Linked DNA regions of Mus musculus: all the other regions are linked to region 1. The links are chromatin contacts, called in public Hi-C and HiChIP or PLAC-seq maps. All regions are on one chromosome and are shown on one strand. The core of a region is the stretch at or near the end of the contact, and the rest is flanking DNA. Distances in the headings are between cores, read along the strand shown. Region 1 holds the start of Thrb (thyroid hormone receptor beta). Region 2 has its middle 130 kb from the start of Nr1d2. Region 3 has its middle 180 kb from the start of Nr1d2. Region 4 overlaps Thrb (thyroid hormone receptor beta). Region 5 overlaps Thrb (thyroid hormone receptor beta).

What was found. Hi-C and Micro-C count contacts between places; a contact is called where the count stands out from the background. HiChIP or PLAC-seq counts read pairs in DNA pulled down with a chosen protein or histone mark.
Region 2: a contact with region 1 is called in a Hi-C map of uterus, with 4 times the contacts expected there. The contact joins the enhancer-like site here to the promoter of Thrb in region 1. A contact is called at or near these places in 5 of 39 promoter capture datasets (hippocampal neurons, liver, maxillary cranial neural crest and 2 more), 3 of 484 Hi-C or Micro-C datasets (cerebral cortex and uterus), 1 of 115 datasets of contacts at active chromatin or transcription factors (neural progenitor cells) and 1 of 9 other capture datasets (pancreatic islet).
Region 3: a contact with region 1 is called in an H3K4me3 HiChIP or PLAC-seq map of the 230-238 cell line, with 5 times the contacts expected there. The contact joins the enhancer-like site here to the promoter of Thrb in region 1. A contact is called at or near these places in 3 of 39 promoter capture datasets (embryonic stem cells, hippocampal neurons and liver), 2 of 15 datasets of contacts at CTCF or cohesin (the NIH/3T3 cell line and large pre-B cells), 1 of 484 Hi-C or Micro-C datasets (cerebellar granule neurons), 3 of 115 datasets of contacts at active chromatin or transcription factors (the 230-238 cell line, bone marrow-derived macrophages and large pre-B cells) and 1 of 9 other capture datasets (adipose tissue).
Region 4: a contact with region 1 is called in a Hi-C map of regulatory T cells, with 7 times the contacts expected there. The contact joins the enhancer-like site here to the promoter of Thrb in region 1. A contact is called at or near these places in 12 of 39 promoter capture datasets (the 3T3-L1 cell line, the HPC-7 cell line, cranial neural crest and 7 more), 1 of 15 datasets of contacts at CTCF or cohesin (large pre-B cells), 11 of 484 Hi-C or Micro-C datasets (CD4 T cells, CD8 T cells, adipose-derived mesenchymal stem cells and 6 more), 10 of 115 datasets of contacts at active chromatin or transcription factors (the 230-238 cell line, SST interneurons, bone marrow-derived macrophages and 6 more) and 3 of 9 other capture datasets (embryonic stem cells, liver and pancreatic islet).
Region 5: a contact with region 1 is called in an H3K27ac HiChIP or PLAC-seq map of double positive thymocytes, with 7 times the contacts expected there. The contact joins the enhancer-like site here to the promoter of Thrb in region 1. A contact is called at or near these places in 4 of 39 promoter capture datasets (embryonic stem cells, liver, pre-B cells and 1 more), 2 of 484 Hi-C or Micro-C datasets (CD4 T cells and CD8 T cells), 5 of 115 datasets of contacts at active chromatin or transcription factors (DN3 thymocytes, bone marrow-derived macrophages, double positive thymocytes and 2 more) and 3 of 9 other capture datasets (embryonic stem cells, liver and pancreatic islet).

Annotation. Positions count from the first base shown.
Region 1 is chr14:17,658,391-17,662,716 of GRCm38.p6, forward strand. Thrb (thyroid hormone receptor beta) reads left to right here and starts at 2,570. Exons shown (of 10, transcript NM_001113417.1): 1 at 2,570-2,634. It overlaps LOC115488350 (serine/arginine repetitive matrix protein 1-like), which reads right to left and starts at 3,188. Exons shown (of 3, transcript XM_030248233.1): 1 at 2,842-3,188; 2 at 1,874-2,774; 3 at 1,526-1,541. The coding sequence starts at 3,188. The coding sequence ends at 1,898.
Region 2 is chr14:18,103,770-18,108,095 of GRCm38.p6, forward strand. No RefSeq gene overlaps it. Among named protein-coding and RNA genes, the nearest start is that of Nr1d2, 130 kb to the right of the region's middle. Within about 2 kb of position 2,047, at least 11 of the 459 cell types and tissues checked have an H3K27ac peak or open chromatin away from gene starts, as enhancers often do. A contact at or near this core is called in second pharyngeal arch cranial neural crest and uterus, where this site is marked.
Region 3 is chr14:18,056,796-18,061,121 of GRCm38.p6, forward strand. No RefSeq gene overlaps it. Among named protein-coding and RNA genes, the nearest start is that of Nr1d2, 180 kb to the right of the region's middle. Within about 2 kb of position 2,381, at least 2 of the 459 cell types and tissues checked have an H3K27ac peak or open chromatin away from gene starts, as enhancers often do. A contact at or near this core is called in the 230-238 cell line, where this site is marked.
Region 4 is chr14:18,019,422-18,023,747 of GRCm38.p6, forward strand. All of the region lies in intron 7 of Thrb (thyroid hormone receptor beta), which reads left to right. Among named protein-coding and RNA genes, the nearest start is that of Nr1d2, 220 kb to the right of the region's middle. Within about 2 kb of position 2,535, at least 40 of the 459 cell types and tissues checked have an H3K27ac peak or open chromatin away from gene starts, as enhancers often do. A contact at or near this core is called in CD8 T cells, SST interneurons, memory CD8 T cells and 3 more, where this site is marked.
Region 5 is chr14:18,000,150-18,004,475 of GRCm38.p6, forward strand. It overlaps Thrb (thyroid hormone receptor beta), which reads left to right. Exons shown (of 10, transcript NM_001113417.1): 5 at 2,379-2,479. Among named protein-coding and RNA genes, the nearest start is that of Nr1d2, 240 kb to the right of the region's middle. Within about 2 kb of position 1,917, at least 66 of the 459 cell types and tissues checked have an H3K27ac peak or open chromatin away from gene starts, as enhancers often do. A contact at or near this core is called in CD8 T cells, DN3 thymocytes, bone marrow-derived macrophages and 3 more, where this site is marked.

The DNA of each region.
Region 1 (4,326 bases), core at 1,320-3,819:
ATGGCCAGTTGCACTGTGACCCATGCATGCTCTTGTTGGGCTTCATGTTTCATACTCTTTCTTGCCTAATAGTTCTTTAGGAAACAAACAGATGGCTTTCTTCCTTGACTGGAATCATCAGTTTGAAATTCATAGACTGGTCAGGAGGATGGTGTAGGTGAACTGTGATCCTAGGTTCTGAAAATAAGCAACTGTGCATCACAAGCCAGCAAAGATGGCACCTGAGACCCTGTGCTCCCAGGTTAGGATATCTTTTGCTTTCCCAGGAGTTCTCATGACTCTGAGAATTCCCATGACACTGTGTTGTGTAACAGATTCTTATGGTAACCCCTTACCACCACCCCACCAGCTCTGCTCTCTCAATACCCATTCAAATAGAATCCTACCAAATTTCCTGTTGGAGCGTTGCGATTATATAACACTGTTACAACCAGTCTTGTAAGCCGTTTAATACTTTCACTGATTCTCATTTCATAACTTTCCAAGCAAAATGAAATCAGACAAAACCATCTGAACAAAGAAAAGTAATCTTTTGATGTTGTTGTTATAGTTCATTTTTAGTATGTGGTTTTCTTCAGAAAGAATTTAAGAAAAAACATAGCTCAGAATTATACTAGAAGTATAACGTCCAGGGATTCCGGGTTTCCCAGGGGCCTCTTGAATTCCCCTTTCTAACTTATTACAGAGCTGTTCACAAGTCTCCCCCCCCCCCCCCCCCCCCCCCGACCTGGGCCAAGCCAGGCTTTTCCTTGCAGCCACCAGGGGGCTGTCTGGTTAGGAACTGGGTAGGAGAAGCTGCAGCTTTCCTCCAAACCAACCAAAACCTCCCAAGGCAGCTTTGGAGCAAAGCCCAGGAACTCGCCTGCAAAACAACCTTCACTCTAGAGCCGGCAAGTTCTTAGTGAAGCTTCATTCCGGGTGAGGAATAAAACACGGATTTCTTACAAAGAATTCAAAGGGCAGCCGAGTCTGTGCTGGCCGCGGGGAAAGGCAACGTTCTAGCAGCTGCTTTCTCTCCTGAGTCCTGCTTCTGACTCGCCACAGTTGTTAATGCTGTGACAGGAGGTGTGTTGGCCTTTCTTCTTTTTCCTTTCCTGTGGACTGCCCAAATAACACCCCCGGGGGGGCCTTATCACCCGTGGGGAAATCTAGACAACTCTTTAAAATGATCTAGACATCATTCCCTTTTATACCGTGTTACAAGAGTATGTTGAAGAAAGATTTTTCAAGGTATTTTTTTTTAACAGTGTTCATAAGAACATAATTGTATTCGGTCCTTAATCAAAGTAGTTTTGTCGCAATTGTTAACTTCCCATTGGCTGCGAGTTCTCTGAGCACTCTGCGTTTTTCCAATAAAACCTACCTCCAAGGCGTAGCTGGAAGACTGCCTGGGTCATCTGGAACAGCACACTGTCGCCCGCTGTTTTCTCCCAACCTGACCTTCGGAACTTGAGGTATGGACATTTCAGCGCTATGCTTGCAAGTGCAGAACCCTTCCAGGGTGGAGATTATTTTTGTCTTCTGGTTTTGTACTTATATTTCTAGGACAGAGGCGAAATAACGAGGTGTCCCTTTAAACCCTACTTGTAGAACCAACCCGGAACACACTCAGTGAGGTGTTGGGGGGGGGGGGCACTTCTCATTTAGGGCAAGCAAGGCATTGCCCATTGGTGTGGGGGAGCAGAGCGTCCAGAGCCACAGGAGGATCTGAGCGCCCCGTGTTTCCAAGCGCACCACAAGTGGTTTGGGGGCGGAAGGAGGAGCGCGGTGACACCTGCCGCGCCTGTCGGGCGACTCAGGAGGGTTGTGCCCCTGGAGATCCCCTCTATCTCCTGTCATTCATACCCTACCCCACCCCCTGTCACACTCCTACCTCTTCAACTAAAAGAATGATGGCTCAAATGGATCCTCCACGCTCCTGCAGTTGGGTGGGTGGACGCGTGTCCACCAGACCCGCAGCTACGTGACCCCGGGGGAGGGTGGCGCACAAGGCGCCGTTACCGCAGAGTCGTAGCGGGGGACATTTGCACATAAGCGGCAGGTGCGCAGGGCACTCGAGTGGAGGGTTGCTCGGGCAGTGGCAGGGAGCACAGCCCGGAAGCCATTTCGTCTCTGATACTCTGGCGGAGCCAGGGTGGCCTGAGCCTGCCGCAGCTGCTGGGAGAATCGAACAGGCTAGAGGACCAGAGGGGAAGAACGGTCGGCGGTTCGCCAGCGGCGGAGGAGCTGACACCCTAGTCCCTAGTAAGGCTACCGCGCTGGGTCCTCCGGAGTCGGAGACTCCGGCCCTGCACCTCGCCGCCCGCGCAGGTCGCGGCAGAGAGGTCGCCGGTGTCCTGGGACCCACGCTGCGCCCCTCAGCGTCGGCGCCGGAGGAGAGTTGACAGGTCAAGGGAATAGGGCTCGCTCGGGAGCCCGCGCAGTACTGGACCCCGTGGCGGAGGGGGCGGAGCGGGGAGGAGACTGCGGCTCGGCCGAGCACGGCGCAGCCTTGGGCGGGCGGCCGGCCGGCGTGACGCGGCGGGATTAACTTTGCATGGCTAATACGAGCACCAGAGCTGAGGCCACCGGCTGCTCGGCCGCAGCTCGCCAGCACGCCGCCTTGGGGCGCCACCTCCAGGCTCCAGCGCTCTGGTAACTTGGCAGGGTGGGCGGGCGTGGGGGGAGGTCTACAGGTCTTGCGGGCCGGGCGCGGGTGGCCAGCGACGCGCTCTGTCCTTGAAGCTGGCCTCTGAGACCGGCTCCTCTCGGGCTCGGGCACCCGGTGCAGGGACCTGAAGCCAGAACCCAACTAGGGACAAGCTCCTTGTGAAATGGAGTTTGACGTCCTGGGCTCCGAACCCAGTGGAAGTTTCCATGAGGAGGAAGTTGTAGGGCATGGGGGTTCGGAAGAGGCTGACAGGCGCGGGGGTGGGCGATTTAAAGGGACTGTGGGTCTCGTGTCCCATCTTTTTGGCTCCTGCACAGGAACTCCAGGCTTTGGAAAGGAGAAAGGTCCTGAATAAGCTGCTGCTCAGTGCCAGTCTGCCTCTCATCCGCTCCGCAGGCTCCCTCCCTCCAGAATCGCTCTTTTCCTTTGCTTCTTTTGGGTTCTGCATGTTTGTGACGATCCGGGTGGTGTCAGCTGTGCTCCCTAAGACCGGGAAAGACGTCTTTGGAGGGTTTCTATTGTTAGGGTTAGTTGTCATTTTGGAGGAAGATTTCCCGTGACTGCAGTGGGATTATTATTGGAGCTAATTCTTAAAGCCTTCTGGTTTGTTTTTAAGAGGGAGGGGGCGGAGTGTGCATACGTGGGTTGTTTTTGGTTTTTTGTTTGTTTGTTTGTTTGTTTTTAATTAAAGGCTAACTGTATAATTTGCCCCAAATGGGAAGTTTTTAAAGGGTCTATTAAGCATTTCTATAGTGAGTCAAATAAAGAAAAGAATACCTGGGCAGGCAGGTTCGCTATCCCATTCTGCCCTTTGCACACACATGAAGAACTCAAAGACTGTCGAATCAGAAAATAACATTGCATAAATTCCTCCTCTTCAAGTGTGGTTGATCCTAGATACTAGTGATCAGTTTTTAAAGACCTGTTTAAAACTGAACATTCTTTGTTCAATGCATGAAAAGGAGAACACAGCAAGCAATTTAGTTAACGATGACCGTATTAAGTAGTGTAGACCCGTTGGGGAGTTTCTTTATATGATTTATCTCTGGTTTAGCATGTTTGATGATACTGTAATGAAATATCCTCACTGTGTTGCAAAGGAATAAAATTTTCTTTTTGGTAAAGAAACGTTCTGTGATTCATTCTGAATATTCTGGATGACTGATCTCCCTAATTCACTTCAGCTTGTTATTTCCCGTTCTGAAAGAAGTCATGAACTTGGTACCATTAATGAAAAGGTGTTTCGTGGGAAGTATTTTGGACAGGGGCAGATTTTAGAGTGTTTTCATGCTGATTGGCCGTGCTTCAATTGACCCGGAGAGATATTAAGTAAAAAGTGCATTTGCTTGAGCCATTTTATGTGAAGAAATTAGTGAAGAATAACTTATTGCTTTCCCATGTTAAATAGATACTATTAGGATCCTATATTTTAAATAAATTCCAATTGTTTATTATATACTGGAAAAGAAAAATCTGCTTCACTTTGTGAGTAAAGGTAAATGGTACTGAACTGCTTCAGAATTGCTAATTTTTAATGAAACTGTTCTTGTTGGCATTACAATGCAAAAGCTTAATCTCATTGGCATTGAGGTATTGCTATATAAAGTAACTGGCACTAGAAGGGGGATAAATATTTGACTTCTCCCCTTCCAGCTTCTTTGTGGTAAATTTTGTAT
Region 2 (4,326 bases), core at 797-3,296, 440 kb after region 1:
AGCTCCAAACTTTGTCTCTGTAACTCCTTTCATGGGTATTTTACTCCCTAAAGAACCAGTTTTCAAATAAGTTTAACTCCTCAAGTCCAGCAGAGACTTGTATCTTGGTGGGAGACTTAGCAAATAAAAGTACAAGATGCCTCAGTTAAATGTGAATTAATTTAACTGAGAAAAAAGTGCACAAACATGCCAAATAGCACACAAAATAGTTATACTTAAAGAAAAACTGCATGTCAGAAATGTAAGTAATACTGGGTCAACTATATTTTTTCTGGCAACACTAATCCAGGCTTTTTTTTTTCTTTTCCAGCCAGAGACACTCTAGAAACAAGAGTAGAAGAAGCTGGGCTCTTTTACCAACTTTTTCTATGAGTTTTAGTAACAGGTGACAAAGCCATTCTACCTAATCTTTACCAGGCAGACCTCCTGAAGACCTGTTCTGACAGCACTCTTGCTTCTTCACAGGGACACCATTTAAAAGCTACCCTGTTATATTAGCAAAGGGAATAAGCTAGTAAGATTGCATCAGTAGCTTCCATCTCTGTCTGAGATGTCTGCTCCAACAGCCACCATCTCCTTGTTGTGGAAAAGGAGGGGGAAAAAATCAAGTTGTCATCTTAGAGATAGAACCTGAAAGCCTCAAGTATCCTGCTGGCCAACCTAGCTTCAAGGGAGTCAGAGAAAAAGTGGTCCCATCCCAAAAGCCACCCTTACAGAAAAGAGGAAAGAACAGGTAGAGAGACAGAGTTCTACATGAACTGTGGCTATGCCTGACAACTAGATGATTCTCTATGTAATGTCAACAATTTCCCTTGACTCCTGTATAAGGTAGGAATTCTGCCCTAGTTCACCTATCTTCTGGTCTAGGTCTCTTTCTAAAATATTCCATGAACATAGTGGAGCATGTGTCCTTATTACATGTTGGAGCATCTTCTGTGTTTTTCCGGAGTGGTATAGTTGGTTCCTCCTGTAGTGCTACGTCCAATTTTCTGAGGAACCACCAAACTTATTTCCATAGTGCTGAACCAGCTTGCAATCCCACCAGCAATGGAGGAGTGTTCTTCTTTCTCCACATCCTCACCAGCATCTACTATCACCTGAGTTTTTGATCTTAGCCATTCTAACTGGTGTGAGGTGGAATCTCAGGGTTGTTTTGATTTGCATTTCTCTGATGACTAAGGATGTTGAACATTTTTTTAGGTGCTCCTCAGCCATTCAGTATTCCTCAGTTGAGAATTCTTTGTTTAGCTCTGTACCCCATTTTTTAATGTGGTTACTTGGTTTTCTGGAGTCTAACTTCTTGGGTTCTTTATATATATTAGATATTAGCCCTCTATCGGATGTAGGAATGGTGATCTTTTCCCAATCTGTTGGTTGCCTTTTTGTCTCACTGACAGTGTCCTTTGCCTTACAGAAGTTATGCAATTTTATGAGATTCCATTTGCTAATTCTTGATCTTACCAGTATCTCCAGAGCTCCCTGGGACCAAACCACCAACCAAAGAAAACATATGGTGGGACTCATAGCTCTAGCTGCATTTGTAGCAGAGGATGGCATAGTTGGTTATCAATGGGAGACGAGGCCCTTGGTCCTGTGAATGGTTATATGCCCCAGTATAGGAGACTGCCAAGGTCAGGAAGTGGGAGTGGATGGGTTGGTGAGCAGGGAGGGGGGATGGATAGGGGATATTTTGGAGGGGAAGCTAGAAAAGGGGATAACATTTGAAATGTAAATAACGAAAATATCTAATAAAAAAGTCCATAGACGAGAAGAAAGAATTGAGGAAGAATATGGAAATTTCTCCCCTGGGGTCTGTAACTCCATCTCAGCTTCCACCAGGTGGAGCCTCCTGGCCTCCCTGCTCTGGTTGAGGTCACACACACACACACACACACACACACACACACACACACACACACTGCTTCCCCCACACACACACACTTTATTTTGCCCAGCTGGGATAATGAGGGACAGCATCTATCTCAACCACAGAGTCTCCACATCCCTCTCTGTGGCTCCATGTGTCCAGACAGGCAAGAAGTTCAGCCTGCACTGCCTGGCTAATGACCAGCTCTCAACTCCTATAATGGCCCATCTGTTTCTTGTTTGCTCAGTCTTGGAAAAGTCTCTACAATCATGCAGGCTAACTGAGTAGTAGCCCAGACCTCATCTGCAGATAAGCAACTGAATCTTTACCCAAAATGCTTCTCTAACTAACTCGACTTCACCCTGAGACCAGTGCCCGGGTTTTGAAGAGGCTGGCAGAATATCTGATAGACACTTCATGTATTAGCATTCTATGATGAGTAAAGTTTCCTAAATGCTGAAAACAGCTGCCATGACCAACTTTAAAACACCTTGCAGCTGTGAAGTAGTACCAGATACGTGGAGACAGACAGCTTTGGGTTTACATACTGTCCCAAGCATCTATTAGCTATGTGACCTAAAGCAAGATACTTAATTGCTCTGAATCTACATCTTCTCCACTATAAAACATAGAGAGTTATAGTAGTATAATATGTCTTATGAGGTTATATGGGAGAAAGTGAGTATATATGTCTCATACTGTGGTTTTTCATGACCCCCTACCGTGTCTTCTCCCATTGAGTGCCAATGGACTGGGACTGCTTTGACACAACCATTGTATGCTCAAGAGACCAGATCAGAAAAACCACTCACGTCTGCCAGTTTTCTTATGAATCTTTACCAAGGAGTCAGCTCCCATGTGACAGGCTGACCCACCAGAATGCCATGCTAGACAGATGCACGGGATATTCAGTAGCAAATCAGGCAGGGCCCCAGCAACAGGTAGGTCAACAGCCTGTCTCATCAAAGCCCAGAAGAGCCTTCAGGTGGTGACAATTCTACTTAGCTCTTTCCAGATTCATCAGGACCCTGAGCCCCAAAGTGTCTGGACCTGGCAGTGCCAGGGTAGCTTACCACATAGTCACAGGAACCAGTAAGCATTCCTGATATTATCACCTACATCAGGGGCATCCTAAGTCAAACAGAGGCCCCTGGCCTTCCTGTTGTGCCTCCTAGGGAGTGTCTTAGCCCAGATCTACCCTGGCCAAGTGGGTCTCTCAGCCTAGGAGCCTGGCTCCTTTCTGCTTTCAGCTGGGCTTCCTGTCTGGATAAACTTCAGATAAACACTTTAAAATTCTGTCCAGGAAGCTCACCAGCCTGAACATGTGAATCTTCCACTGTCTGCACAATTGAAAACAAGTTATATAATCCCCACTTTCTTGGGGTGGGGGCTGTGCAAGCTGGGGAGGCTGAGCTGCTTGTCGTCTGAAATCCCATTTTAAGTAAATAGATGAGGTGATCTGTGAAGATGGAGACTAATGAAAAGGGAGAGGAAGAAAGCCCTGAGGAGTGGAGAAGCTATTTCTGTCCCTCACCAAGCACTCCTGTTGGCTTGGGTTGGTGTTTAGTTCTAAGGAAGTGGATTATTTTTAATGTTTCTGAACAGAGCGTCTCCATGGCATCCATTATGCCCACATGCCTACAACTTGGGCCCCAAGTCTGAGTTCTCCTAAACATGGGGAACAGCCCAAGCTGAGCCTGGATACATGTTTTTCTTGCAATCATTTGCAATCTTCGGCTACTGAAGCTATTTTTGGAACTCAATCTCCAGTGAGAATGTTATTTTTTGTGGTTGGCTTTGCTCCCTGTTTCTGCTTTGTTCTGAGTCAAAATGCTGGTCCATCCTTCTGGGAAAATATCTTTGGGTTGGCATTTGCATCTTCCAGAAAACAAAATGGGTACAGATCAGAGGTAAGCCCCACAGACATCATGATTGTGGCTGTGTCTTGTTCCCTGTTCCATACTCTCATGATATACTGTGGCACTGGTGATACTGTGCCAGTGGCATAAGTGAAAAACACTTGCAGATTTGGAAGTATTTCAAAGACTTTCAGGATTTTTGAAATAATTGTAGCAACTGGTGTGCATGTTAAAAGCTGGGTGTGATAGCCCACACTGTAGAACTTGAGGCAGGAGGACTGACAGTTTTAGGTCTTTAAAGAACTTGCCTCATGGCCAAACAATGGCTGGTCCAGCTTGAGACACATGCCATAAAAGGGAGTCCACTCCTGACACTGTCTGGAGGGTCAGGTCCCAGAGGCTAGATAGCCCAGAAACCTAGGTTAGGAAGTGATTCCTAATGATATTCTGATATACTCGTAGATTGATGGCTGACCCAATTGTCATCAGAGAGGCTTTATCCCATAATGGATGGAAACAGATGCAGAAACCTACAGCCAAATATTAGGTGGGTCTCAAGGAATTCTGCTGAAGTGGGGGAAGAAAGGTTGTAGAAACCAG
Region 3 (4,326 bases), core at 1,131-3,630, 400 kb after region 1:
GTTCCTCAGATAATTGGACATAGTACTACCAGAAGATCCAGCAATTCCTCTCCTGGGCATATACCCAGAAGATGTTCCAAATTGTAATAAGGACGCATGCTCCACTATGTTCATAGCAGCCTTATTTATCATAGCCAGAAGCTGGAAAGAACGCAGCTGTCCCTCAACAGAGGAATAGATACAGAAAATGTGGTACATTTACACAATGGAATACTACTCAGCTATTAAAAACAATGAATTCATGAAATTTTTAGGCAAATGGATGCATCTGGAGGTTGTCACCCTGATTGAGGTAACCCAATCATAGAAGAGCACACATGATATGCACTCACTGATAAGCAGATGTTAGCCCAGAAACTTGACATATCCAAGATACAATTTGCAAGACATATGAAACTCAAGAAGGAAGACCAAAGTATGGATACTTTACTCCTTCTTGGGATGGAGTTGCAGAGACAAAGTTTGGAGCTGAGATGGAAGGAGGGACCATTCAGAGACTGCCCCACCTGGGGATCCATCCCATATACAACCACCATACCCAGGCACTATGGCATGCGCCAGAAAGGTTTTGCTGACAGATTTTCCTGATATAGCTCCCTCTCGTGAAGCTATGCCAGTGCCTGGCAAATACAGAAGTGGATGCTCACAGTCATCTATTGGATGGAGCACAGGGCCCCTAGTGAGGGACCTAGAGAAAGTACCCATGGAGCTAATGGTGTCTGCAATCCTATAGGAGGGACAACAATATGAGCTAACCAGTTCCCCCTCGAGTTGTGTCTCTAGTTGCATATGTAGCAGAGTATGGCCTAATCAGCAGAGGCCCTTGGTCTTATGAAGATCATATGCCCCAGTACAGGGGAATGCCAGGGCCATAAAGCAGGAGTGGGTGGGTTGGGGAGCAACCCAACTATATATATAAAGATAGCAAGCTCCCAAACTCCAATTTCCCTGGAATTCCTTCAGTAACCTCTAAGATAAAGGCCCAGCAAAAGCCAGACTTAGTGTTTGGGATGCTAGAAATAGTTTAACAGTTCTTTAACCATTCTCAACCTGACATAGGTCAGAACTGTTGGCTGTGCCCAGACCACAAGCCCCCATACTATGTTGGGATTGGAACCAATCAAACAAAAAGTTCCACTTTAATCCTAACAGCTGTAAATGGGATGACCTAAGCTCACCCTGGGGATATTCCACGAGAAGGTTGCCTGTTTGATATCATCAAGATACCCTCTATGATAGTTCCCCTATGAAGATTACTGCAGCCATAGCTAAGCAGGTTAGTTCCAGGAAAGGCAGTTAAGTGTATTTCCTGGCTCCAGGGTCTATCTAGCTTGCTCGCACTAACAGCTTAACCAAGTGTGCATCTTCTTAATTGTTTGTCCTGGAAGAAACCCTATTCCTTTTCATCATTGTATATGTTATACTACAGATGTTCATCTATAATGGAGTAGAAAGCAAGGTCTGCCTAAATCTAGATTCTAGGCTTCCCCATACACTGCAAATAGTCCACAATCTTATTCCCTATTGGTGGGGCAGGCATTTCAGGCTCTTCTGTAGTTGGAACTTTACTCCTAGCTATGAGGATAACGACTTTAAGGAACTCAATATTCTAGTAGACATAGATATAGGCCATCAGGAAAACTCTTCTTCCTGTCTGGAAGCCCAGTTATATTCCTTAGCTGATGTTGCTCTGCAGAATCAAAGAGGTTTGAATCTCCTCTTTATGAAGCAAGAAGGCTTTTATATGACACTGGGAGAAATTTGTTGCTGCAATGCCAAGAATTCAGAGATAATTAAAGAAAGTTTATCCATAGTCAAAAATTACCATCAGAAAAGAAAAAGGAGATGTCAATTATCTAACAACTGGTACCAATCTTTTGTTCTCCTAGTCTGCCTGGTTAACTACTCTACTTACAGCCCTGGATGGGCCATTATTCCATTTGCTGGCAGCTCTCACTATAGGACCCTGCTTGGTTAACTATCCACTTAGCTATGTAAAACAGATACTAAATTCTGTTAAATTACTGGTACTAAGGAGATAATATAACCCCTTGACCCCAGATGAAACTACCATTTGACTCACACCAATAGAACCAGTGGGGAATGTAGCAAACCCTCAGACACTAGTAGGTCTGTAGACCTTAACACAACTGACATCTTGATGAAAGTACCATTCAAACCTTGGGACCGAGATGTAGGCAGCAACACCTGCCATGAGAACAAAAACCTCATTCATAGTCCATAGTTCTGGGAAATTCTCTAAACATACTAATCTTGCTTTTTTGACTTCTGTAATTCTGCTTCTGGCTACTATTCTTGGTAACTGATGTGTGTTAACCCAGGATGTGGTTTTGTGCTTAAAAGTTCATCCTGAGAAAGTCTCGTTGTGCAGTTGGGTCCTGAACACCTAGTATAGTCACTAGCCTGCTAATAAAGGGTTTCTATTTGCTTTAACCTATGTCCAAGTGTTCTCTGGTGGTTACCCTACAACACCCACTAAAACCAAGAAGTGTTGCCCACACATTCATGAGTGTGGATCCATCCACCAGAACAAGTCCTGTTGAGATGACAATATTGCACAGTACTTCTCATCCTCTGGCTCCTACATTCTTCTATTTTCCTCTTCAGCAATATTCTCTGAAGCTTGGAGACTGCAGCTATAGATACCCCATTTAGGGTGAAGTGTTCAATACTCACTTATTCCCTGCATTTGAACTAGTTGTGAGTCTCTTTGTTAACTATTAACCATTGGGGGGGAAAAAAAAAGTTCCTGTCCAGGTTGAAATTAGCACTAATCCTGGAATATAAACAAATATTTAGAAGATATTTGGACAACATGAACATGTAGCAAAACAACAGTAGTAGATGTTCTGCCCCCACCTTCATCTACTCCAGCCTAGCAAAATGGTAAACACTAAGACCTTCAGGATAGGTCTTAAGGCTGTGGGAAAGAACTCTGAAAACATGAGTTTAACAATGTATAATTTCTCAACTATGCAAAATATAAGAATGCAGTATGAATTATATGAGAGGCTTCACAGACCTAAAGAAACAAAGCTCAGTGCTCTATGAACCAGCTTGTCAGAAAGATATTAAGGAAGGAAATTAAGAGATTTCAGGAATGGTGACTGCAGGGCAAAATCCCACTCAGCTAAATTTGTGCTTACAAAGGCAGGCAGGTTCCTGAGTTCAAGGTCAGCCTGGGACAGAGTAAATTTAGATCTGGGTATAGTTGGAATGATAATCTCAGGGCAAAATTCTGCTCAGCTAGCTTATTGCCTGTGCTTACAAAGTCAAGAAATTCATGTGTTTAAAAAAAAGTGTACTTGTTGTCTTTTTGTAAGAATCAAGGGGCTAAAGTCATAAAATACTGACTCATGGGATAATCAAAAGTGACCCTATGTAAATGATTAAATTATGGAAATAAAAGACTAGACTTTGGTTTGCAAAAGAGAGCTACCCAGAGAGAACTGCTTGGAGAGCAAACACAGCTATTTTAGAATTTTTCTAGCAAGATTACTGACTTTGATCAGAAAACTCAAGAATTTTTTTCTAGCAGCTCTTCTGACTTTGGTCAGAAAAGCCATGAGCTATATCCAGAGAACTTATAGAATTTTCCTAGCAAGAGAGAGCTGTCTCAAGCAAACTACAGAGCCAAGTGCTATCCACAGAGAGCTTTCTGGGTTGCCATCTCAAGCAGACTACAAGGCCATCAGCTCATACTCACAATTGACTTTGAGAGTCATTTTCCAATGCTCCTACACACCCCTTCTTCAGAATCCCCAACAAATCTGAGGCTGGAACTTGGTACCATAACAATCATTACATTATTTCACCAGAAGTACACCTTGCCTGGAAGATTGGCATTATAGCATCTTCTAACATTGTGAAAGTTAGTGACCAATGAGGAGATCCAAGTCAGTTCCAGTTGGATTTCTCTATACTCTATAATAAATATATATGGTGTCTTCAACAATAGGACTTTGCCATCCAGTGATGCTAAAAATCAATAACAATGGCAATAACCTGCCCTGTTTGGAAAGCCTCTGGCTTCCATGACTAACAATTCAAGGCAGGTCTCCTATACCTAGTACTGAGATTTTTATTTGATAAACTATATCTTCTGGGAGGAGAAGCATTGTATATCCATGCAGAGTACCTCTAGAGAAAAGTTTCTAAAGTTGGTTTTGCCTTGCTTAGAAAGGAGGTCAAAGGTGAAGCCTAGGAGAAACATTCAGCAATGTTGCACAAAGACATGAGAATAAATGATTTTAGCATCCTGAAATGAAGAGCATAGTGATCTCACCATAGCTACCCACCTACCCA
Region 4 (4,326 bases), core at 1,285-3,784, 360 kb after region 1:
ATAAGAGGCTATGACAAGGAAGGTATAAGCTAAATTAGCTTTTTCCTCCCCTAAGTTGCTTTTGGTGGGATTGTTTTATCACAACAACAGAAAGCAAACTAGAACACTATACATGTACCAAAAGTTTTCCATAATTATGAACTTTCCATAGTCAAAGGGACCTTTTAGGGTTTATATTTCCTACATGGCTGATGTATTTAGAACACTGCATACGAATTCATTAATTTTTATGTTCTAATGTCCCAACTTGTTCTTGAAAAAATGTGACAGGCTTGTGACCTTAATAGTGCAGTAGCCATGAGGGCTAAGACTCATGCTGTCACGGAAGCTGCAGCTATCCTTTGATTAGGGGTGAGTATCTGGTCCCCAAAAGGAGCTCCTTCATCATTTATCCCTTAAGGTCAGGATCCAGCCAAGTCAGGAAAAGCGATGGTGGTTTCATCTGCTTCCCAGACTTGTGCTTCCTTCTGAGAAAATGAGTGTTTGGCAAGTGAGGAACGTTTGCAAGATCCATAATGAGCCTAAAGCCATGTGTCAAGTCACGCACAAAGCATGAAAATCATGTTCTTTCCATGATATTCTTCAATCTACTTCAGTCACTGAGGTAACAGAAGTGTTTTCAACACTGAAGACACTGTTATGAAGGCAGAATCAGACTGAGGAGGCAGGCTCGTTTCTACCCTCTCCCAGGGAGGCAGAAAGACAATGGCACAAAATCCATGCCCACTGCGGTGAGCTGTGTACATCATTATCTGGGGACACAGCGCATCTGTTCTCCTCCCTGGTTCATTACAAAGGTGTAGCTGGCAAACTTTCTGTACAAAGATGAAATGTGGCCTTTCAAGTCAGGGCACATCTGCCCTATTTCTACCCCTGCCGAGTCACTGCCTGATGACCACATTCTCAGCTGAGACAGTGTCAGACGGGGCACACACAGACTGAAGGATCAGATAGGTCCATGTGTGGTCTGTGAGGTGAGGTCAGGGCACAATCAGAAACTTCAGAAACAAGCAGGAGAGCCTAGCTTCAGGAGCAGACACTGAAGCCAGACTACCTGGCTCTAATCCTTCCTAATTGTGTAAGCTTGAGTTAGTTATTTCTTTCCCTCTCTGGTCATTTGCCCTGTGTCCACCTCAGGTGGGGTAAAACTAATCAGTGGAATGGACACAGAGGTGCCTGGCATCTTGTGCTCCAGGCATCTTCCCTACACTGTACAACTCTCATCTTACCTCATTCATCCCAGAACGAGTAAGCCTGGAGTCAGGTCCAAGGCACCGGGGCCCTGAGAGTGTCCTACATTGTTTTCCAATGGTGTGAGCATACAATGTGCTGAACAGAGAGAAGAACTCATCCACCTGGTTGAATGCCACTCTGCCAGTGCCAAGGAGCTGCCAGACTAAGCCAAGATGTCCTTGGCTTTCACCCGTCCATTTGCAACAAGGCCAACTGGCCACATTTCCTACTTATCTGAAACAATGCTAAGGAAACTTCAACCCAGAGAGCCAGCTGGCAGAGGTCTGTGTAACTTCAGCCTCCCCAGTGCTGAATGGAGACAGATGCCACACTTGTACACACACCTGAACCCCATTTCATACCTCTCTGTCCCTAGTGCCCAGAGGAGCTAGGGAGCTGGGAGTTCCAGTGCATCTTCATAGGGTCTCCACTTCTGGATGTTTTACAGTGAGCCCATAGTCCAGCCCACCTCAACCTGCCACAGCAGCTTCTCCTTGCTCATCCCTTCCCAAACCAAACAGCCATACACTTCATCTAGCCTCTGTCCTCACTGTAGCCCTTCAGTGAACATTGTTCTGTATTTAGAAGATGTTTTTGTCCTCCTGTGGTCCATGGGACTGAAAATGATGCTTCTCTGCCAGGCTTTACCCACCTGGGTCTCTTTCCTGTCCTCAGAACTTTGCACTGCTATATCAGTAACTCTTCTTGATATTTTGGCCAAATCCTTGACAAGGACAGTTTCAAGAAAGGAAGATTTATTCTGGATTACAGTTCGAGAAAAATTGTCCCCCATGGCCATACTAGCTAGGGTTATTTTTGCAGTAAAATACCATGACCAAAGCAACTTGGGGAGGAAAGGGTTTATTTCATCTTATACTTTCAGGTAAGAGTTCATCACTGAGGAAGTCAGGACAGGAACTCATGCAGAGCAGGAACCTGAGGGAGCTGATGTAGAGGCCATGGACAGATGCTGCCTACTGGCTTGCTCCCTATGCTCAGCTTACTTTCTTACAAAACCCAGGACCACCAGCCCAGGGATAGACACCTGAAATGAGTTGGGCCCCTCCCCATCAATCATTAATTTAAAAAAGTACCTTGCCAGATCATACAGAGGCATGTCCTTAGGTGAGGTTTCCTCCTTTCCCAGCTTGTGTCAATTTGATGTAAAAACTAGCCATCATAATGGCCAAGAAGGCACGACAGTAGGAGCAGGAGGCAGCTGGCAGCCACACTCAGGAAGTTGCAAAGAGACAGGAAGTGGAAGCTTGACTATAAACCTGGTAGATTACCTGCCAGTGACCTACTTGCTCCAGTCACACTCCACTTCCTGAAGGTTACATAACTTTCTCAAACAGCACCCCAGGGAGTGTGGAGTATGTGAAACCATGAGGAACACTTCCCATTCAAAATAGAACTACTGGCTTCTTCCTTGCCTTGAATGTTTCTTCTTCAACTCCATGAACGGCTGTCTCTTTGACATTCTTCAGTCCAAAGCCTTGACTACTTTGCTTGTCACCAGGACCTTGGTGCCCCCTGTCTCCTGACCATGGTGGACATGTCATCTCCAGGCTTATCACAAACCATAGTTCTTCAGTGAATTTCTTTTTCTTGCCTATCATCCCTTACCATGAGGCAGTTTATCTTATGAGAGACATTGTTCACTGCTGTAATCTCAGCATCAAGAGTGAAATCTGGCCTATAGTATTTACTGGATATGTGCTGGCAAGGTCATGTATGAACAAGAAAGTGGTCTGCCCTACTTCATCCAAAGGCCTGGTGCACATCAGGCAGAAACACAAAGGCTTTGTCCTTTCCCTTTGAGAAGGCTCTATCTTTGATAAGTGCCTATTTAACTATGAAAAATAAGAGTAAGAGATGTTCAGTGCCATAAAAGTGACCCCTACTGGCCACTATGAGTATGCAGAGAAGATCAACATCAGTTCAGATGAGGTCATCTAGCAAAATGTCTAGGAGTAGACAGAATTCAGTGAGCAGAGACAACAGACTGAAGTAGGGACTTCAGAGGAATGAAAGATCCAGAGAGAGAGATGCAGTAGAAAAGAGAGGCAATCTGTGGGATAAAGGTGGTAAGGTCAGATATGCTAAGCCAGGTGGGTCATTGAGGGCTTAGAGGACAGAAGTCAATGCTATTGCTGGAATGCCCTCTGAGCAAGCTAAGGCAGCTAAGCAGGCCCTCTCTCCACAGGTAAACACAAGCTGATGCTGGAGCTTGGTATCAGGGCACAGTTACATACTGGGCATAGGATCCTTAGTACCCAAGACAACTAGTCACAGTAAGCTAACAGATTCATCACGAACCCAGGAATGTGCAGTCCTTATGGGTAAAAATCTACAGGGAAGCCACATAGGTGTTTGCATTCTGCTGTCTCATTTCTCTGTACCAGGAGGCAGCTCACCTCCTCACACATTCTTCTTCTTTTCCCTAGTACCCGAGGTCCATTATGGAAACAAACTCTAATGATACAACAGCATGCTTTTTTTTCTACTCTGCTGTTTATTTCCCTTCAGAAAAGCCTGTGAAGTTACATCTAAGCTGTAATTTTATCGTTACCATATTCCCTTGCATGATTTTCCTCAGTCTTTCAAATCATTGGTCACAGGAAGTGAGTGCCCTGCTTTTCTACTAGCAGATGAAATGGAAACTGGTAGTCTGAAGCATTGTCCAGGACACTGGGCTGACCATTTCGATAGTCAGATTAGACCTACCCAGTGGATGTTTGAATGTTTGGGTGCTGGGGAGATGTTCAGTTGGTAAAGTGCTTGCTATGCAAGCATGAGTATCTGGGATTAGGTCTCCAGCACAACACATAGGCAGAGTATATTCCTGAAATCCCAGCATTAGGAAGACAGAGATATTCAGATCCCTGGAGCTCACTGGATAGGCCGGCTAGCTGAATCAGTGAGTTCCACATTGAGTGAGAGACCTTGTCTCAAAACATAATCTTGGTCCTTTCAGCAAAATCTTGCTGGCATATGCAATAGTGTCTGCATTTGGTGGCTGACTATGGAATGGACTCCCGGGTGGGGCAGTCTTTGGATGGTCCATCCTTTCATCTTAGCTCCAAACTTTGT
Region 5 (4,326 bases), core at 667-3,166, 340 kb after region 1:
AGCTGGATTCCAGAATTCACCTAATTAAATGGGATAGAAATTGGGAGGGGAAAATCTTCAGTGGTGTCCTCCTGCCAAAGCCAAAGACAGTCCCAGCTGTTATGGTGAGGTCACAAGAAGGATAAGAGGGAAAGATTAATTCCCTGCATTTTTTTCAACTCTTGCTCATGTCCCCAGACACCATATCCCTTTGTAGGCAGGCAAGGTTCACAAGTCATAGTCCACAGTTGGTTCCTGCATCTCCTGTCCCTGAAACCTGACACCTGCATCAGCACCAAGAACTCAAAAGCCTCTACTCTGCTGGTATAACTGTAGAAAAGAGGCCACAGCACAATTCTCCTGACATCAATGGCTTTTCTATCTACCTTTTCCTGGAAGACACTTGTGTTAATAATTTGGTTTATTTGTTGTTTAAAGGTTATTCTGTGCTTTGTAGCTAGTTGTTTGTGTGCCAGGCACCTGCATGAGCTCATTCCACTCTGCCACTGGCTTTGCATCACTCCTGTTAAAACAATCTCTATTAGTTACTTGTCTGTCAGTGCAACCAGGTATCTGACAAAAGCAATTTACAGGAGCAAGGGTTTCTTGGAGCTCACAGTTTAAGGATTCAGTCTATAGTGGTGGAGAAGGTATGACTGCAAGAATGGGAGACAGTCATTGTGTTTACCAGGAAACTCAGAAAGATTAAAAAGATGAGTCCATACCTCCCCTACCCCCAGCCCCACCCTGCTTCATCTTATTCAACCCATGGTCAGCATAGCTCTTCCTATTTCAGCTAAACCGTCATGAAACACCCAGAGATGTGTTATATGCCAAGAGGTGTGGCTCCTCTGTTGTTCTAAACCTAGTCAAATTGACTGTGAAGGTTAGCCATTACATCTTCCTACTAAGTGTGGCTGGTATCTGAGTGTGGTCTCCATGTACAGTTCTCAACAGTGATGTGGAGAAACTTTCCATAGTCTTTCTCTCACTTTTCCTTCCAGAACAGAACTAGAGAAGCAGAACTGGTTGCTTACAGGATTCCCACAGCAAGAAGCTCTGTTTCATTTGGTTCTATATTACGTGTGCCTTCCATACTGCTTAGCACTATGTGTACTAAAGAGGTTCTGACTAGAGTCATCAATAATGAGTGATTGAAGACAAACCATTCCCTTCCTTTTGTCCTTGCTGCAGGGCTCTTCCAGAATTATTTTTTTAAATAATTTACTGATGAGGGGCTGGAGAGATTGTTCAGCCATTAAGAACGCCAAAGTTTGGTTCCCACCTCTCCCTCTGGGTAGCACAATTGCTTGTAGCTCCAGTTCCAGGGGCTACAAGCCTTCATGGGCACCTACATACACGTGTACATACTAACCCCACGAACACATACACATAAAGTTATATTTTTTCTAATCTTTAAAAAATGAAAATAAGTAAAACAATAATAAAACGAAATAATAGAATGCTTGAGCGACTTTGAGTCCAACAAATGGACATCAATTTGCTAGAGCAAAGCAAGCTAAGAAAAGCTGGTGTGATCGAAATCACAATCCTGCCTCAGCCTCAGCCTGCAAAGCCCTCCATGTGCATCTGAAGCACCAACACTTTCCTATTAGTATCAGATAAATCATTTCTAAGATATAAAGGGAAGGATTATTTTCTTCGTGCCTTTTCTGCTTTAAAAGCCATCAGTCAAGGGTGACCTGTTGTCCCAAAGGGCTGATGAAAATGTCATAGGAAAATACATAGCCAAGTCTTCTTAACCTGGGCAGTCACAGTTGAAACTCAGAAAAGTTCCCTGAACCCAAGACCTTCCTGAGCACCAAGACCAAGGGACGCTTCATTTCTGCTGCCTGTTCACATTCACATACCAACAAACCATGCACTTCCTTTCTAATGTGTTTAGCTCATCTAAAGGCTCATGTGTCTTTGGCATACGTGTGGGCATGTGGCCATGGGCTCCACATGAACAGGAAGAAACAGGCACAGGCAGGAAGTAGGCTGTTCTGATGTTATTTTTAACCTGAGCCTTCTGAGGGAGTTTGATCCACCAACACAGACCCCAAGGGAGTCATTGTGGTTAAGTTTTCTTTCCTCAGTCAACAGAACTTGGATTCTTTCTTTGCATTCAGCAATGTTGGCTGTGTGTCCAACTGCCAATCTGCCTCAGGTGCCTGTGCTCATCTCTCTCCAGCTCTCTGGTTTTTCGGGGAAAAAGCACAACTCCTTCTTGGCAGCAGATGTTAAAAGAGATGGATTGAAGTCTCTGTTTCTCCCCTGACCCTAAGCGAAGTTCAACTCCTTAGAGCCGATGTCTTCACCTGGGAAGTCCATGACTATTGTATCTATTGTACATGACATGATACTGTTTCTTCACCTTCCTCTTTTGTCCTTTGCAGGGTATATCCCCAGCTATTTAGACAAAGATGAGCTCTGTGTAGTGTGTGGGGACAAAGCCACAGGGTACCACTATCGCTGCATCACCTGTGAAGGCTGCAAGGTAAGTGCCAGTGTCCCAGCACAGACTGCAGCTCAGCATCTGCACTCTCCCAGACAACCACTGGACATCAGGCTTACAGAAAGAGATGTCAACATTGATGACCTTTGGCCTCCAGGGGCCCAGAGGCCCTCTTTATTTTTGATGTTCTCAAGATCTGAATTTTCCTTCTTCCTAAATCATGTATAACTAAATGGAAGTTTGCAATAGTGTGGTGTTTTGTTCTTGTGTTTTTAAAACAGAAGGACAACTAACAAAAAGAAAATAAATTAATAACACTTACTTTGAACATTAGAGCATAATTTTTAAATATCCAATCAATCTGCTTTGCTGTTTCTCCTCCCATTTTATGTGTATTGTCTGAGGAGACGAGTTTGCTCCACAGCCTTTCTGCTGTGGCTCTGCATGTCTATGCCCACTTCTGAGGGTTCCATTAGGCAGAATCTTTGAAGCCACTTAAACTCAATTACGTTCCAGAATTTATTCGAAGTGGCTTTCAGCAGAGCCTGTAATAAATGGAATCAATTTGCCATCAGATAATTTTGTGCTCTGCAAACTTTTCTTTGGGAGATTCTTGACAAAAACATACTGGTCTATTCACGTCTCCAAATGGAGTCTACATCTGCCTACTTAACAATCTTAATTAGTAAAATTAAGATAAGCATTATCTTATGTTTTGATCCATCAACCTAGATTAGAAAATAAAGACAAGGAACTCAATCCAGAGTAGTGTCCAAGCAGCCGATGCTGTCTGTGTAAATAGGGATGTATTCTAAGCCAGAGACAGACTTCTATTTCCTGTAGAGTTTACAATAAAACTTGTACTGAAGCCAAACAAAAAACAAAAAACAAAAACAACTTTCCCTCTTCTATCTTTCCTCCTCACCCACCTCCCTTTCCTTCCCTTCCCTTCCCTCCTTCTTCCACCTTTCTTCCCAAACCTCCCAGCTTTCTTCCTGCCCTTGCCTTTAAGTGCTTACAATTCAAATTCACAGGTTGTGGGGACTTAATACAAACCCAGAAAGGAACCTAAGAGTGAAAAGACACTCTTAATATGATACAGAAGCAACTTGGGAAAGGGAAAAGGTCTTCAAATGTAACATCATCTTCAAGAGTGTCAAGAGATTAAAAAAAAAAAAAGCTACACCCCAAGGTTTATTCAAACCAACAGTGTATGTGGCCAGAATCTGTACTACTTTAGCAACAGAAAGATTTGTGAGTTTTTAACTCTGCTGAGGTGTGTAACTTCCTGCACACTTAATGCTGCTGAGGTAACTTCCTGCACACTTAACTCTGCTGAGGTGTGTAACTTCCTGCACACTTAGCACTTTGTAGAAAGAAGGTTCATGTTTCTATATAACAAACTGTTTTCGAAGAAAATGTAACAATATTACAGTGCTTTTACAACAATATAAGATAGAAATTTGAATTGAGAGAAAACACAATGAAAAGTCAAGGTGACTCTTAACTCCCCAAGCAATTCTAACATTTAGAATTCTAAACTTTCTAAAAGGCATAGACATAAACAATTTCTAAACTGTTACATTCTAAAAAAATATCTAGTGGCTTAACTTGCAGGCCACAGAACATTCCAGGACCATTGAAGGAGTCAGGGCAGGAATGTGAAGCAGAAACATGGAGGAAGGCTACTTGCTGGCTTGTCCATGCTTAGCTAGCTTTCTTATACAGCTCAGGACCACCTACCCAGAGAGTAATACCACCCACAGTGAGCTAAGACCCCCTAAATCAATGAACAACCAAGACAATCCCTCACAGATACTCACAAGGCAAAGTTATCTGGGCAATCCCACAATTGTGACTCCTTTAGTTGACTAAGTTATGTCAAGGTG